Linked DNA regions of Ovis aries: region 1 is linked to region 2. The links are chromatin contacts, called in public Hi-C maps. All regions are on one chromosome and are shown on one strand. The core of a region is the stretch at or near the end of the contact, and the rest is flanking DNA. Distances in the headings are between cores, read along the strand shown. Region 1 holds the start of PXDC1 (PX domain containing 1). Region 2 has its middle 35 kb from the start of PRPF4B.

What was found. Hi-C and Micro-C count contacts between places; a contact is called where the count stands out from the background.
Region 1: a contact with region 2 is called in a Hi-C map of liver, with 5 times the contacts expected there. The contact joins the promoter of PXDC1 here to the enhancer-like site in region 2. A contact is called at or near these places in 12 of 16 Hi-C or Micro-C datasets (blood, hypothalamus, liver and 6 more).

Annotation. Positions count from the first base shown.
Region 1 is chr20:49,331,035-49,337,232 of ARS-UI_Ramb_v3.0, reverse strand. It overlaps PXDC1 (PX domain containing 1), which reads right to left and starts at 2,559. Exons shown (of 5, transcript XM_027958671.3): 1 at 1,879-2,559. The coding sequence starts at 2,134.
Region 2 is chr20:49,259,960-49,265,979 of ARS-UI_Ramb_v3.0, reverse strand. No RefSeq gene overlaps it. Among named protein-coding and RNA genes, the nearest start is that of PRPF4B, 35 kb to the right of the region's middle. Within about 2 kb of position 3,664, at least 5 of the 54 cell types and tissues checked have an H3K27ac peak or open chromatin away from gene starts, as enhancers often do. A contact at or near this core is called in liver, where this site is marked.

The DNA.
Region 1 (6,198 bases), core at 1,310-3,809, 72 kb before region 2:
CTGGGAGCGTGCGGGCGCACAGCCGGTGTGGGTGTGCATGGCAGGTGTGGGTGTGCACAATGGGAGCCTGCCTGTGCACGATGGGGGCCTGTGTGTGCAAGGCAGGTGTGTGTGCATGATGGGAGTGTGCATGTGCAAGGCAGGTGTGGGTGTGCACTATAGGGGCAGGTGTGTGTGTACTTGACGGGAGTGTGTGTGCACGGCAGGTGTGTGCACAATGGGGGCGTGCGTGTGCACGGCGGGTGTGGGTGTGCGTGATGGGGACGTATGTGCGCAAGGTAGGTGTGTGTGTGCATGATGGGTGTGTATATGTGTGCACGACGGGGGTGCATGTACGCATGGGGGTGTGGGTGTGCACAGCGGGCCACGTGCCTCACAGTCACCCACGTTCTGCACACTGTGGGCGTGTGTGCGCACAGCAGGGGTGTGTGTATGGCGAGTCACCCGCCTCACACTCACCTGCCTTCTGCTCCGTTTCCCAGGTCCCAAAACAACTGAAGCTGTGCCCTCCTCCCGCCTGTGACCCTCATCAGAAGCCACTGAGGGTGACGACAGAAGGCACGTCCCTGGAGGGCTTGCTGCTGCCAGACAGGGAGCACCAGCGCCAACCCTCGCGGGGAAAGTGGGCGCGGAGTCCCGCGCAGGGAAAGGGGAGGAGCCAGCCCGGAGCGCCGCCGAGCGGGGTCCACTGACACTGAGACCTGGAGGCCTGGGAGGGCATGAGGGGAGGAGGGGAAGGCAGACTCTGGGCTAGCTCTCGGGGGCACCTGTTTACTTACGGCCCTCCCCGTTCCAGAGAAGATGAAAGGCATTGAATAAACCGCTGGTCCTTCATCTAAGCTTTCCTGATTTGGGCATCCATTTCATACAGTGAAAATACACACACACCCCCAAACAGCGAGTCAAGGCAAACTGCTGCCATGCTTGGGATGTCACTGAACTCCCTCCAGAGCAGCCATCAGCCTGAGACTCCAGGGGCAGGGCCGGCAAACTTGCCAGTGTTGGGAGACTTGCCAAGTGACGCGTCTGCCAGAAGATGTGTCATGAGAATGAGCTAATTACCCAGATAATTCACACTCAGGGCAGGGCTGTCACCAGTGGGGGTGGAGAGTATCCCAAGACCTCAGGGAGACGCCCCCGAAGGTGCCCCTGGGCTGCGTTTACAGGACGGTGCCCGCCTGCTCAGCGGGGCAGGTAGTCCCGCTTGTGGGGTGGTGAGGGGGCCCAGCCTTCCAGCCTCAACTTCAGCCTGGGCTCCTTCTCCTCCAGCCTCCTCTCCGCGGCCCACGGGCTGGCCCTGGAGGCCGCGGAGAGGAAACGGGAAGCCACCCAGTCCCCGCGAGCCAGGAAAAGTCACAAGGCCTGGAGGAGGCGGCCCGGTTCATCAAACCCAAGGCGGACCCACCCCAGCGGCCCCTCCCGGGGAGAGACAGAGGCCGCGTGGCACCTCGCACTCGAGCTGTCGGCCACCCGGCCACCGGGGACAGGGGAAGCGGCCCCGCGGGGTAGGGGGTGCCGCCAGACAGGGCGCGCCCCCCGCGGGACGCTTTCCTTAACTCTCCCCAAGGCTCTCGCAGCCCCTCCGGCCGCGGTCGCAGGGGCTGGCCGGTGGCTCGCCCGTCCCGCCTGCCTCGGCCCGCACGCAGACTGCCGCCCGCCCGCCAGTGCTCTTCACCGTTCGGGGGCGGGCGGAGGTCTGAGGATCCCTGTTCCGTGCCGGGGCCGTAGGGCGGCCATCCCGGCTTAACAAGCGCCCCTGCAAGCCCGCCCTCGCACTTTACACGAGCCCACTCCTGCCTCCCAGACCTCGAGGCCCTCGGTCCCCGAGCCCCCCGACACCCCCAGTCCCCCAGCCCCCCAGGCCGGGCCCGCGCCCACCTTGGCGCAGCGGCGCGCGCGCCAGCTCCGGCCGGTCCTCCGGGAAGGCGTCGCGGAGGCGCTGCCACAGGCGGCCCAGGTCGGCCAGGCTGCGGTGCAGATAGAGCACGCTGCGGTCCGACCACTCGGTGCGGATCTCGAAGAACTCCTCCTCGTCGCCGCGCCGGCTGACGACAAGCCGGCGGATGCCGTTCACCCAGCAGCCGCGCACGAACATGTTCACGAGCGACGTGCCCTCAAACACCGCCGAGGCCATGCCGCGGGCCGCGCATCCCCGGCCGGCAGGGGCACGCCCGCCCGGGCCGGGGTCCACCCGCGGCCGGGGTCCGCGCGGGGTCCGTCCGGGGCCGGGAGCCGTCTGCAGCCGGGATCTATTCCGGGCCAAGGTCTGTCCGGGGTCCTCCTGCGGCTGGAGTCTATCCGGGGCCGGGGTCCGTCCGAGGTCTGTCCAGAGTCGGAGAGATCCGGGATCTGTCCGGGGTCCGCCCGCGGCCGGGAGCCGTCTGCAGCCGGGATCTATCCCGGGTCGGGGTCCGTCTGAGGTCTGTCCAGAGTTGGAGCGATCCGGGGTTTCTCCGGGGTCCGGGTTCGCCCGAGGCCGGGGACGGGCCGAGGTCCTCCCGTAACCTGTCCGGAGGCCGGCTCGGTAGGGGCCCGCCCGGGGCCGGGGGCCGCGCGCTCTCGGGGGTGGCGCGGCCACAGGCTTATAAGGCGCTTCCCATCGCGGGCGGCGCGGTCCCGACGTCGAGGCCGAGGGCGCCTCCGCCGTCCCCGCCTCCGGGCGGAGGGGTGGCCTGGCCGCCGCGCCCCGCGCCGCCTCCGGAGCCCGCGCCGCTGGGGCCGCGGGTCCCCAGGCCGCGGGGCGGAGCGGAAACCCGAGCGCCGGCCCCGCCTCCGCGCCCCGCCCGCCCGCCACCCCCCTCCCCGGCCCTAGCCGCCGGCCCGGCCCGGAAGAGCCTGGGCCGGGCCCCGGGTGGCGACTGCTCTCGGCTCGTTTCTCCATCTTGGGAAACCCTCGGGTCAGGGGGCTACGCGCCCCACCCGACCTGCGGGAGCGGAAGCTGAACTTACGCGCGGAGGGGCGCACCGCTCCGGGGACCCGGCGCCGGGACTGTCTCGCTGGTTCCCGCCGCCCGCACGTCCTCCCCGGGCCGGGCCCGAGGCCGGAGCCGCCCGCCCCGCGTCCCCCGCGCATTCCAGCCGCGCCACTGCCCGGGCGCGGCAGGGGACAGACGACGCGGCGGGCCCGCGCCGGCGCCCAGGGCCCCCACCCCCGGACGGAGAGGGAACCGCTGCTCAGAAGCGGGCCGGGCCGGCGGTGGGAGAGGGCCCCAGGGAAGAGCGGCCCCGCCTGCGCGGGGCGCGTGCTGAGCCGAGGGGTTTCGAGAGTGGCCCCGGGGCAGCTGCCGGGGCAGAACCGGGGGTCGCAGCCGCTCGCTCCGCAGGATGGTCCTCACTGGGAGGTAACTTCAAGCCAGAGTTCAAGACTCGGAAGTTAGTTCAGGCGTTGGAACTCGATTGCAGAGTGTCTTGGGCGACCTCACGTCGCCCGAGGCGGGGTGGACAGACCCAGGGCGAGGCCCTTCAGCGCTTGGCACTTATAGAAGGTCTGAAGAAGCTCGGCAGAAACTGTGGGCACCGAAGGCCGGTTGTCGGTCGCGTGACGCAACTTGTCCGAGGGGTGTGTACCCCCCACCCCCAACACACCCCCAACACACCCTTACACACAATCACCGACTCCAAGTTTTGCTCAGCCGGCCCCAGTGACTGGCCCATATCAGATCGTCAGCTTTCATCCAAGTTTTCATCCAAGTTTATCTTCACCTCCTGTTTGCCTTGTGAGCTGAGAAGAGAAGGTGTTTTCCACAGGCTGGCGACCCCCTAAAGTGGCAGCCGCCCATCCGTGCTGGTGACTGAGGGGCTGGCCGCTGAGTCCTGGTGACTGAGGGGCTGGCCGCTGAGTCCTGGTGACTGAGAGGCTGACCATGGGGTCTGCAAGAGGTCCCAGAGGGTGGAGGTGGGAGGCTGGGCCGAGTATCCCCCCCACCGCCACAAAGCCCCACTGAGGCCTCCCGCCGCTGTGCCCTTTCCCGCTCTGCTGCTGGGCCGGGCAGCCTCTCTGCCACCAGAGCGCAGGAGCTTTTAGGAAGTCAAGTCACCCAGTCACAGCCGACTCTTTGCAGCTTCTCTAGCCAAGAGTACTGGAGTGGGGTGCCATTTCTTTCTCCACGAGATCTTCCAGGCCCAGGCACTGAACCTGAGTCTCCCACATTGCGGGCAGACTCTTTACCCTCTGAGCCACCAAGGAAGCCCAGGAGCTTTTATGCATCCAGCCAAATCTTTCCTGGGAGCAATCAGGTCTTGGTTTCCCTGTTGCCTAGGAGATCTAACTTCGCGAGGCAGCCCTTCAGCTGTGCCAGACACTCTGGTCACTGAAGAGAAGGAAGCATTTTCCTGTCAGCGATGTTTGTTTAAAGAGACCTGGAACTAGAGAATAAAAATAGCAACTGCCCAGAACTTACTAATCATTACAGAAATTCTGAGTAAAGCACAGTGAGCTGCCACTTTTTAATCCATTGTTTTGATACAGATTTTTAAAAATCTATTAAGAAAAATTATCCAAAATCTGAAAATGAGACCAGAAAAACAGTGATCCTTCCAATGTCCTATCAAAGGATATTTTTCAAGCCCAAGGATTACTTCCTTTTCTAGTTGAATGTACTGTTGTCTGACGCTGCGGTTTACTATTAATGAAAGGCATACCAACCTGCAGATTCGTGCACAGAAGAGATGCAAATAATTTTTGTCCCAAAGTAGAGTTAACGTCAAAGGTTATAATGTACTGCCCTATAAGACACTGACCATTTTTATATCTAGCCTTGCAATCTTACTTTAATATAATCTGACTCTACAAATCCATTTCCACAAATGGTCTTTGAATCAGCTTTTTCATCTTATAAACGTCCTCAAAAATTAATGAGGTGAATAAGCTTTTGGCTCCTGTGCATGCCATATTTGTAGAAAGATATGAGAGTCGTGTTTAACTTGGAAACTTATACTTGGGAAAGTCTGACAAGAATGGGAGTTTTTGCCAGGTTATGGAGAGATATGTACCCTCTTTGAGTACTGATTTGGAGCAGCTCCTTTGGAAAGGGCTCTTTGGAAGGCAGTTTGGCAATTGTTAAAACTGAAGACAGTGCAGTGCTGATGATCCAACAGGTCCTCTTTTAGAGTCAATCCAGAGAAACATTCCCACATGAGCACTAAGGGAAATGTGCCGTGGTTGCCGCGGTGAGAACGTGGAATGACCTTCCACCACATACAGTGGTAGGTGCGTGTGGAGAACACTATGCAGCCGCAGAAAATGCGTCGGTCCTAAAGGTAGGGCCTGTGATTTGCTCTTTAGTCTCTCGGTTGTGTCTGACGCTTTGCAACCCCATGGACTGTAGCCCCCACCCCACCCCAGGCTCTTCTCCATGGGATTCTCCAGGAAAGAATACTGGAGTGGGTTGCCATAGCCTCCTCCAGGGGATCTTCCCGACTCAGGGATCGAACCTGCGTCTCCTGCACTGGGAAGCAGATTCTTTACTGCTAAGCCACCAGGGGAAGCCCCGGAAGCCACGTCAATGGAAAAACTATAGGTGGAAATGGCTGGTGGGTACAGCATGGTGCTATCAACAGTCACAACAAATTTTTTGGCCAACCTAATAAACAGCCGGAGTGCACCCAGTGCTTGACTCCAAAAAGTGGGATGAGGTCCTAGCGAGGTAACAGAAAAAGCCTGAGAAGAAAACCTCACTGGGACCTCATCCCTCTTTGCAGAGTCAAGCACTGGTCCAGCCCAGCCGCCAAGTCCGGTGTGCCGTCTCATTGCTCACCTGGGCCCTCGGTCTGGATTTGCCTTTCCAGGTATCAAGTGAAAGTCTTTCTGTCGTGTCCAGTGCTTTGCAGCCCCACGAACTATACAGTCCTTGGAATTCTCCAGGCCAGAATACTGGAGTGGGTAGCCGTTCCCTTCCTCAGGGAGTCTTCCCAACCCAGGGATCGAACCCAGGTCTCCCGCATTGCAGGCGGATTCTTTACCTTCTTAGCCACCAGGGAAGCCCAAGAATTGAACACGAAAATGTAAGAAGCCCACGTCTGTGAGGCCAGCTGGGTGGTAAAGGGCAGAAAGTGTGCTGTCAGACCTCCGAGGACCCATGTTATATAAACGTCAGGAGCAGCCACAGAGGAGGTGGGGTGGTTTCAGGTTGTGAATCAGGCTGATTGGGTAGCTGGGCGCCTGGGGCTAAATAATACACGTGAAGCAGAAACAAAGAG
Region 2 (6,020 bases), core at 2,415-4,914:
GTTCCCAAGACCCAGACACAGCGAGTACAGAACCAGGTGCAGCCTGGCCGTCGAGAAAATTCTCCCTGGCCAGCCTGCCCTCTGGCTCACACTTCCTGCCCGTGGGTCGTGTGACCTCAGCCAGAGGTAAGGAGGCCCCAGAATTCACTTGGGAATTAATTCAACCCTTAATTTTTGGAATGATATCATCATTTCCTTAGTGAGCACATGGCGTTAGTCTTGAAGAGATACAGAATTAAGTGTAAAAATAATGAAGATAAATCAAACCTATTTTTAAAAATATTGGTACCAAGAAAAAGTCTGTGGATATTTGTGGGTTTTTTTTCCCCCATTTGTTATGTTTATGAGTATTTTGTGTGCTGGGTTGCCAGGTCAAACTTGAAATTCTAATTTAAAGCATTAGTTCAAATAGTTGACAGATGATGATTTTATGTTGACATTTTAAGGAAATGTAAGATTCATTATGTGTCCAGAGTTTATTTGTTATTTTTCCAGGAATAATTACTTAAGTGTTTGGCACAATTTGCCTGTTCATCAGACAATTAAGGAAATAAAATTATTACATTTACAAATGCTGTTTTGGTTTTCTTAAATAGGACCAAGGATTAATCAGAGGCCCTCTTTGAAAAGTTATTAAATATTACTAGATTCAGTGTTGAAAATAAAGTTTGCAGGTTGAATGGCATGTAAGTATCATGAAGGGACCCTGCCACAGTGCTAATTAAGCATTCAAAACATTCACCAGTTTTTATTGTAGGTGTATTTCTCATGAGACTCTTCGGCAACGATCACCTTTCCTTTCACTGAAAAGGCTATTTCAGACACCAGTGAGCACATACTCACACCAGAGGCCAGGGAGTCCAGTGCGAACTCCAGGGAGGCTGCTGTTACCTGTGAACTGAGTCGCTCAGCCCCTCTGAGCCTCAGTCTCCTCATCTGTAAAATGACACAACAGCAATTCGCTCCTGTGGCAGACTCTAAGGGCAGATGAGACCAGGTGGGTGAGAGAGGCCCTTGCCAAGGACCCCCACAGCAGGCACCCAGGCTCGTCCCATCTAGGAAGACTCCGATCAAAGAAGCATAGCAACCTTTTACCTGGGCCACAGCCTTTCCGATTTCATCAGAAATTCATGTCGTAAAGGAAACTTACACATTGTCTTGAAAGCCTGCAACAGCTCCATCTCAGTCAGGGGATGAGCTGAGGCCAGGGCTGTGGCCCACCGCCCGTACCCTGGCCCCCGCAAGCTGCCTGCATTCCCCCTGACCTCATTGCCTGCTGTTCCCCTGCTGCTCTGACCCCGACCTGCCTAAGTGACCAGCGTTTCCCCTGGCTGCGAGCGTTTCCAGCAGGTTCTGCATGACCCACCCCCTCTCGCTCTCAGGCCTCTTTTCAGATGCTGCCTGAGCCCCCTAAAAAGTCCGCCATATCGGCTCTAGCCCCTGGATGCCCATGGCCATGCCGTCCCTTTCCTCCAAGGTCCTCGTCACCATTTAGCAAAACACCCAAGCCGTGACTGGCTCTGTGTTCACATACCCCAGTAGGGTGCGAGCAGAGCAGAGAGTGTGTTCCCCACCACGGACCTGACAGAGCGGGAGCCCGCCCCTCAAAGGAGCAAAGGATGTGAGACAGGCGGGCCCAGGGCTCCGGCAAGGTGGATTTCTGAGACTCGCCTGTGTGGTCATCGTGTACAGATCCCTGGGCCTCCTGACTCTTTGCTTCCTCCTGTCCACAGGGCAAGCAATCCTGTGGGACACAGGGAGCCCAGGATGACTCAGGGTATAAGGGCGCATTGGCTGGATGGCGGTGCGGACTGTTATCACTAGCGGGTGACATTTCAGAAGGTTGCCCGAGGGTGCACAGTTACAAACATTTTGAAGTTGAAAATTGTTTTCCCTTATGGAACAAGGCTGTGAGCCAAGAAGGACTCAAATCAGCAGTGCTCAGCCCCGTCACATGATATGGGGAAAGGACAGTCACCATGAGTTGTCTCAAAACTGGTGAAAACTGGGGTCGACTGAAGATTCTGGAAAAGTCTCAGGAGGGAATTGTTCGCATCTTGGGAGCTTGTCTCTTTGCTCTGTGAATGCCTGGTCAACGTTCTCTCGGTGGAGGTCTGGAAAATTCTCTGATGGGGAGAAACTCGATGAAGTTCATTACCTCTGATGATGGATAGAATGATTCTCTAAGTGCAACGACTGTGCCCAACAGGATGGCATGCAAGTTCAAGAGACAGAACAAGGGTTTTCCTCGCTGTTTATACACGGTCGTTCAGTCCGCATTTTAAAAACTCTTCTCATTGAATTCAGAGACCAAAGGTCTTTCTCTCAGAAACTGAAGCTTTTGTACAGAAAGAGCCCAGGCATATTTGCAGGAACTAGGCTGGTGTGACAGGTCACCTGGGCAGCTCTGCAGCATGAGGACACCGGTCTGATTAGCTGAGGCCACAGGTTCAGATACAGCAAGTTCCTCAAACCAGTCACCCTGGCACCTGTCCACACACCTGCGCTCGAGCTGACCGGGGGCCAGGGTCACTGGGGGGCAGGGTAGGGGGGACTGCTAAGTGTCAGGCTCCTGGGAACATGAGATCACATGTGAGAGTCTGTAATGTTCTAGAGCAGGTGAGGGGTGGGTGTCAAATCAAACTCCAGTGTTATCCTGTTTTTCAGCAATTTGAGGACAAGATGCTCATGGATGGGGGCCCAGCACAAGAGGTGAGCGCCACCTGGTGGACGAACCCGGAGGTCCTCCTGGTACCCAACCTGCCCCCCTTCCCAGCCCCCACCTGCCAAACTCATCAACTGAGGCTAATGCGGCGGATGGAGCGTACACTTGACAACATTCTTTCACGTTTTTCAAAAGAAGGGTAATTTAAAATCTAATAATGAATTTTCCCTGGGGATCCCCCAGGTGCTGTCTGCCTTCTTGTTCTCCAGGGAGGTTACACAGGAGCCATCCCCTCACCCTATTCCTTGTTCCTTCGCTCAGACATAGCCTCCCCGACGTCCATCTCACACCTTTCTGCTTCACGCAAGAAACCCTGATTTTGTGTAAATGCCATGTAGGGCCCAGAGATGCCACATGAGCAAGGCCGGCCTCTGGCTCTGAGTCAGGAGAACAGACGTACAAGTGATGAGTGTTGGGATTTGCCGACAAATAGCAGCAAGTATGAAAGGGCAGGGGGGAGGGTCTGGGGGAGGTCAGAGGTCGGAGGCAGTGAGGGGAGAAGGGAGGGTCAGGGGCCACGGGCAGCGCCCCCAGAGTCCACCCCACTCACTGCCGCCGTCCAGATGTCCCCAAGCTCCAGCTAGTGCTGAAGCTGCAGCCTTGTCCCTGAGCCTCTGCCCTCCCTGGCTGCACTGGGCTGGCCTGGGTGTGGACACGTTGCTTTTCCTCTTAGTTCATCCAAGGCAGGGATGGAATTTTCCAGCAGAGTTGTTTACTAGGCAACTTAAGGGAAAAACAAAGCAACAACACGAAGTGCTAGCTTGCTGAGGCAAGCTACTCCGTCCCGGGGGCCCAGGCAGACACCCGCACACCGGCGAAGACGGCTCGGCGAGAGCAGCTCGTCCGCATGCGGCCCCTCGGCCCCCTTCACCCCTCGTGGGTCTCCAGGCGGCCAGGCCGGCGGAGGCAGAAGGCAGCTTACGAGTCTCCCGGGCTGGCTGAGATCGCAGGACCTTCCGGAAGCAGCTTCTGGAGCCTGGCTCTGGGACGGGTTGGTGATGCGCCTCCCGGCCCCACTGAAGCCCTCCGCCCTCGCCCTTACCCTCCTCCTCTTCCTTCTTCAGGACTAATGAACATTTACGTAAAGTAAAAACACGAACCATAAGCGTTGCTTGTGGTATATGGGGGCCTTCCCTGGTGGCTCAGATGGTAAAGAATCCGCCTGCAATGCAGGAGACCCGGACTTGACCCTGGGTCAGGCAAATCCCCTGGAGGAGGGCATGTCTACCCACTCCAGTATTCTTGCCTGGAGAATCTCATGGACAGAGGAACCTGGTGGGCTACAGTCCATGGGGCCGCAAAGAGTTAGACACACTGAGCAACTAACACATCCACCCATCTCCACACACACACGGTATATGGAGTATGCACAGACAGGTGTCCTTCCATCAGCTCAGTCTCTCGGTCATGACTGACTCTCTGTGACCCCATGGACTGCAGCACACCAGGCTTCCCTGTCCGTCACCAACTTCCACAGCTTACTCAAACTCACATCCATCAAGTCGGTGATGCCATCCAACCATCTCATCCTCTGTGATTTCATAGTCATGAGAGTAAATAATGTGCAAAAATATAATGTATATTTGTGCAAAAAATGTATTCCTACTATTTAAGTTTTGGATTGTAATATGTTTAAAAAAAAAAAAAAAGACCAAGGAACATTTGAGTTACCTCTGAGCTTGGCGAAGGTTTCTTTTGGTTCCTCTGGAATCGAAATCTATAAGCTAACGTACTGCACTTCTCGATTACACCTTGAGATGAGACTCAATGCCTTCCTTTTTACAGAATTCATTGGGACAATTTAGTCTGGGCAAACTGGAAATACCGCAAAGCAAGGCTGGATCTGGACGTTAGCCTTGAGACCGTGTGCGCTGAGCAGAAAGGGAGGCCGGGTCTGGACGTGGATCGTCCTAGCATGAGGGACCAGCAGCCCAGGGGTGAGTCCCTGGCCCGGATCTGGGCGAGGGTCCCCGGGCCCGGTTCTGGGTGAGGGTCCCCGGGCCCGGATCTGGGCGAGGCAGCAGTCGGAGCATCAGCCCTGCTGCCCACGGGCCGGGCGAGGCCCCCACTCCCCGCGCCCCGCGTCCTTTCTGCGAAGCGGCACAGACGGCCTCGGCCGAGAGGGGGCGCCGCGCCCCCCCACCCCCGCAGGGTCTCGGGCAGGGCAGCGCCCCCCGGAGCCGCCGTGCTCCAGCCCCGCGCCCCGAGGCTCCCGACCGGCCACTCAGCAAGCTCTCTCGGGCGCCAGGACGCCCCCACGAGGCTGTCTCTCACACTCTGCACCTGACCCCTGAGGAGACAGAGCGTTTTAAAAAGACGGACTTTCTCGAGGGCGCATTTCTAAACAGCAGTGCTGGGCCTCAAACCCCAGTTGGTGAATCGCCAAAGCCTTTTTTAAAGGACTGTTTTTTCTTGAGGTAAGGCATGAAAAGTACTTAAGCCACCATCCAGCTCTGTGGGTCTCCACCCAGTAACACACGTGTGCTTGCACGCGTCTCCCCCACCCTCGTCTGTTCCCCTCCCAAGGGTCAGGCGGCTGTCCTTTCATGGGGCTTTTCCGACGTGAGCGCCTCGATTCCCAGAAGCGATCACTTGTCCTCCACCAACTGCACCTACGGTGGCTACGGCCAGCGCAGGTTGTCCTGGATCCGGGAGCAGAGGAAGGAGCTGAAGAAAAACGCATTCCTCGGCACAGCAAGACAAATGCCCCGGGGAAACGGTACACGTGACCTTACTCACACAGAGAGAGTCACAGATGTAGAGAAATGTGTGGCTCCCAGGATGCGCGGAGGGAGACAGAGACTGGGGGGTTAGGGTTGGCATATACACACTGCTGTGCATAGAAGCTATGGCTACTAAGGACCCACTCTGCAGCAGACGGAGCTTGATTCAACACTCTGAGATCATCTAAAGGGAAAAAAATCTGAAAAAGCGACCATTTCATATGTATGACCGAGTCACTTGGCTGCATAGCAGAAACTAACAGACATTGTAAGTCAACTATACTCCAGTGAAAGTTTCTAAAAAAACACACAAAAACAAACTATTTCTCTCTCTAGAGGATGGTCCAGGTCAGGAGTCAGGAGGCCAGCAGGGCAGCGCAGGACACTGCCCCCGGCTCTCCTGGGGGCCAAGGGCCATCCCAGCCACGGGTGAGGCCCCAGGAGCCTGGAGCTCAGTCGGCTTTGCTCTCTCCATCCCCAGGTCTGGAGACCCTTCCTCCACACAGCAGACCTCCACCTAGTCACTGCACTGGGCAATGTCCACTCACAGCTGGTTCATTTCCAGGACAGAA